Linked DNA regions of Zea mays: region 2 is linked to region 1. The links are chromatin contacts, called in public Hi-C maps. All regions are on one chromosome and are shown on one strand. Each heading gives the region's core, a stretch centred on a gene start, on an enhancer-like site or on the middle of the called end of the contact. The rest is flanking DNA. Distances are from core to core; before and after follow the strand shown. Region 1 holds the start of LOC103640914 (NAD(P)H-quinone oxidoreductase subunit U chloroplastic). Region 2 holds the start of LOC100217002.

Region 1 (2,525 bases), core at 13-2,512:
TGTTTAGCCTCATTATTTAACTGGTCAAGGTGAAAGGGCCTCTACCTGAGTTGATTAGGTGGTCTAAATAACACTCCTCAGATATTGAATTGAACTCTAGCAAATTTCAAGCTGAGGCTGAGTGAGAGGGTCTTCTTCTTAATGCAAATACCGAAGGAGTCTAGAGCTAAAGCTCATGGGATCCTTTAAAAGAAAGAAAAGAACTACACTTGTGGACAATTTCAATCTACCTCATCAGTAGAAGCTAGCCTGGTGACTCCAAGCCTCCCATAGTGGTCAGCATCTGTAATTGCTGCAAGTTTGGGGAAATATTGTTCAATATACAACAGTAGTGTGCAAAGCAGAAACATCCTCCAGGCATAACATTGTGGCTTAATTAACTTCCTGCACAAGGGAACTTACAAATGCCATTATATCACACTATATATCCATGTGGCAACTCACTATACATTTAACATAAATTAATCATCATCCAAAGTTATCCACTACATGAAATCCTACAATAATTGAAAAGGGGACTAAAACAATATCGGTATACAGACACTTCAGCATGCTACACCAAACAAACATCATCCAGTGCAAATGAATTATCAGTAAGCACTATACGGACATCCACCCTCCCTTATTTTTTCACCGAGATACTTTACACTTTTCGTTGCCGCATAACATTGTAACCCTGTTAGAATCTAAAATATAAATGCTTCAAATAAAGCGCCTCAGTCCCCAAACTGAAAATTTCTAAGCAGCTTGGCTTCACCCAATTCACATGCCAACAACAACAACAGATGAGTCGAACGCGTCAAATGAATCAAGAAAGACGCACCGAGGCCGCGCATCGCCTTCTGCACGTTGTCCGCGGAGATGAGCGAGTAGGGCGGCCGCGTGGAGGTCGCGGCGCCTCCGGCAACGTCTGTGCCAGCGTCGGGGTCCCCCTCCAGCTCCGCCACCGCAGAGGCACCCTCCGAGGCCGCGGCCCCGCCATCGGCAGCGGCGGCGCACCGCGTACGGCACGACGCCGCGGCGGCGGCGAGTCCGAGTCGGGTGGAGAGGCGGAGACGGCGGGGGGCCAGTGTGGAGTACGTGGAGGAGGAAGGAGATGCGGCGGGCGCGAAGACGTGTGGCGCCGGAGGGGAGGGGATGCCGACGGCGGCCATGGCGGAGACGAGGATGGGAGTCTGGGACTGGGAGGAGCAGAGCGCGGGAGATAAGGGAGGAGGGGATGGAAATAAACGATTTCAACTTTTCCCTTTTTCTTATTTCGCATCTTATTTAATTTTCAAAGTTACATGCAATAAATAAAGTTGAATGCGAAGTCTTTGGACCATGTCCGCCACTGCAGCTGCATTGTCCAACACTGAACCGCTGCATGCCTGCAGCGCAGTGTTGTAATCTGTTTACTGCCAGGTGGTTTAATTCAACTGGTTGGACCTAGCCAGGCGCTAGCTCGTTGATTCACTTGTCTAAAATTTGGCTGTTTTTTTCAATGTCTCAGTCTAAGGCTGTATCCAGCAGCAGATGGTGCGTATAAATGTTCATGCAAAACAATCCTTTATATTGTAAATAGTGCTATTTGTAGAATAAAGTTTTCAACAGGATGTGAGATAGAATGAGATAGGAACTCAGATAACCTAAACGGTTGATGAGAGGTACTATCACGGAAGGCGCCATAGATATGGAGTTTACTTCTCAAACCAATTCCTTTCAAATCTAGTAAAATTAAATTTCTTGTTTGGATCCTTCAAATCTGAGACAGTACAAAATTTAGCAAAACTGCAAAAGTACATGCTCATGTCCCACAAGACCCGAAGGCATCTTGTAAAGGGAGCTACAAAACTACGAGCACTGAGGTGAAAGCTGTTATTCATCAACTGTGAACTTTCAAGTTAGATCAGGGATCTCCAACCACACAGAAGACTGAAGGCCATGACTTGCACAAGGGACCCAAAACCAGTGGTCGCCAAAAATCCAGTCTCTCATAGTGGTAGCTGCATCTTCTTAAAAACAATTATAGCGATAATTGGACCTGCAACATCTCCCAAGGCACAACCTGCAAGATATAAAAAAAAAGTACAGTTAAGCGATGTTACTTTGAACTGACGCTAATGCACTGACCTTATTCTGCTAGCTCAAAGTGAAACTTTAAAATATATATGTATTCCTATTAAATGAATGCTTGCAAAAGTATTGTGTAGTGTCTTAGTATATGCACTCAAGACAGAAGGGAAATTATGACTCACCCAACCATTGTCCATGCACTGGATGCACGAGGGCACCAATGCCTGCTCCAGCTGAGGCCAAAACCAAAGAGAAACAACTTTTGATGGTAATCCCATAAATCTTCCTCCCAAACAATCTGAATTTATTCATATCGTCAAACTGTTCATTGCCGTCGCTTGATAGTGCTTCACAGTCCTCACTAGGCTTACGGATGAAACATCTGTATACTTCAATTATGGATTGCACTACCCAAGCAGCGGTTATTCCCAGTGCATGTGCTGTCCAAACAAAAAAGTTGAGAGAACTCT
Region 2 (2,525 bases), core at 16-2,515, 200 kb before region 1:
CAATTAGCTCTAGTACATTTAAACACCCCCTTAATCCTCTCTAATCCACTTGTAAACAAAACACGTCCGGAGTGATTTTCGTAGGGTGGGGAAAAGATTAATACATTGTTTGGTTTGAGGAATAAGCTAGTCCATCATCTTCTCACTCCTCATTTTTTGTTTGATTTGTGGAATGGAATGTGTTGATCAATCACCACCTCATTTCTCATAGTTAGTTAGTCAGTACTAACATTAGGAATCCCAAGCGTGTTTGGCTTGAGGAATGAGGTAATACATCATCTTTTCACTCCTCACTTTCTTGTTTGGTTTGTAGACTGGAATGAGTTGAACCATCATCATTTCATTGCTCATAGGCTAATAATTAGTAATAATATGAGGAATAAGTTCATTCACTAAATTTGTGAAATAGACTCATTATGCACCACCTCATCTAGAATAGATTAATTCAAACCAAAGACAAGAATCACTCCATTTAAGATAAGGTAATGCATCATGAGTCAATTCCTCAAATTTGGTAGGATAACATCATTCTTAATATTAGTACTAACTAACTATGGTGAATGAGGTAGTGATAGATCAACTCATTTGATTCCACAAACCAAACAAAAAAAATAGGAGTGAGAAGATAATAAACTAGTCTCTACCATATTAAAGCACCAGTTTCAACGGTCGTCTCGTGTCAATATTTTTCAAAAAACACCCTGCATTTCTTTTCTTTAGAATCAACATGCACTCCTATAATCTCTTCTCTACTACTATAATAGGAGAGTTTATGTAAAAAATAAGGTGAAATTATGTATAAGTGAGCTCCATATTTACACCCACCTAATCAATAGGAAAACATATATTTTGTTATTTATTAAAATAAAATTTATTTTATGTCATATATATATATATATAAACTGTAGCAATGGACGAGCACATAATTAGTTTATTACTTAAACCAAACATACTACGCTTTCTGTTCATAAATATATGACACTGTTACTTTTAAAAAAAAACTTTGACTACTCGTCTTATTAAAAAAATAAGTTATCATTTTTTGTAATTTGTTTTTATCATTTAAGGTAGTTTATACTTGACTTAAAATTTTATATTTTTAATAAATATTTTAAATAATACGAATGATTAAAGTTTAAAAAAATTAATGATATCATATATTTATAAACTGAGGTAGGTCTAAGATGGAGTGATTCCTCAGTCTTCGAACAAACACACCGTAGCCCCCCTCCTCTCTTCCCCAAACACACACCACAACCATAACCACGAACTACCTGAACGGCTGAACAATTCCCTTCGTCCCATCTTCCTCTCGTCTCTCCCACCCCCCGACCCGACCGGGCGGCCTCCTCCCCGAACCCTAGCCCCTCTACAACCACCGCGTCCTGCCTCCTCTGGGCGGCTCCGCCCCAGATCCAGCACAGCAGGTTAAAAAGGGGGCGGGCAGGCGTTGGATGGACGGGCCGAAGCGGTCGCAGCTGCGGGTGCGCCTCCGCGTCACGGCGCGCCGGCGTGGTGCCGATGGCGACGGCGCCGGGGGCGCTGCCGGGCCTGGGGGGCGTAAGCGCCGGATGGAGGCCCCCGTCCGCAACTCCGTCGCCAAGCTGCAGCGCCGCGAGATCGGGGGCCGCCAGCTCGCCGCGCGCGGCGGCGGCCCCGCCGCCGCCGTGCCCGAGCGCTTCCGGAACATGCAGCTCCAGGTACGTAGCGGCGCTGCCGACGTCCGTGCGCTTGCTGCCTTTCCGCGCTGGAGGTGTGGGTGGGTCCGGTGAGGGCGGCGGTCAAGCTAGGGTTACGCGCCGATGTCGGTGGCGAGTGATTGCATAGGATATTTTCCCGTGGTTGTGGCCGGAAATGTTCTTTCTTACGTGTTCCGTTTGTGCTAGGCGGCTAGTTTTGTTCTGGAGAAGCGAAACATCTCGTCTTGGAAATTCCCCAATTGTTTGCTTTCTTACGAAAGGGCCCGTCTTTCAGGCAAATGGGGGTGGCTTTCAGTTTCAGGGCTCTTTCTTGTGTGTGCAGTCTTTGGTTGTTGGTTGTGGCGTGTTTTCTTTGGTGCGTGTAGCATTGCTTTAAGCTGCTGGAATCAAATAGCGCTCGATATTGTTCAGAACAGGGGCTTATGGATTGGGATTTACCGCTTTAGGCTGTTGGGTTATAGTGCCTGTGATTTAAACTAATACATGTAAAATGATAAATGTTAAATGACCTGCATTGAACATTTCAGTTTTGCTGTATGCCTATGTTTGATTATCTGTAAACGTCTTTCCTCGATTGCTAGGGGTTTGGATCAATTTGTTCTTTAGATTGGTTATTCAAATCGAATATGATTGGATCTCGGGATTGGATAATTCTACCATGCTCCTTTAATTTGAATCTGAGGTTTGGTATATTAGTTTGGACTGGACCTTTAAAACTACTCAGTAGATACTATGGGTTGAAAATTTGTTGTATAAATTGGTTAATCTAACATTGTCCTCCACTATCTGTATATATCTATCCTATTCCTTGCCACTGTTTTAGAT

Evidence for each region. A called contact is a pair of places that touch in the nucleus more often than the background predicts.
Region 2: a contact with region 1 is called in a Hi-C map of ear, with 2.5 times the contacts expected there. The contact joins the promoter of LOC100217002 here to the promoter of LOC103640914 in region 1. A contact is called at or near these places in 8 of 25 Hi-C or Micro-C datasets (bundle sheath, ear, endosperm and 3 more).

What each region holds. Positions count from the first base shown.
Region 1 is chr10:18,758,388-18,760,912 of Zm-B73-REFERENCE-NAM-5.0, reverse strand. It overlaps LOC103640914 (NAD(P)H-quinone oxidoreductase subunit U chloroplastic), which reads right to left and starts at 1,262. Exons shown (of 5, transcript XM_008664356.3): 1 at 824-1,262; 2 at 231-292. The coding sequence starts at 1,154. LOC100276490 reads right to left here. Exons shown (of 6, transcript NM_001150264.2): 5 at 2,238-2,495; 6 at 1,700-2,047. The coding sequence ends at 1,974.
Region 2 is chr10:18,958,353-18,960,877 of Zm-B73-REFERENCE-NAM-5.0, reverse strand. It overlaps LOC100217002, which reads left to right and starts at 1,265. Exons shown (of 8, transcript NM_001143379.1): 1 at 1,265-1,700. The coding sequence starts at 1,455.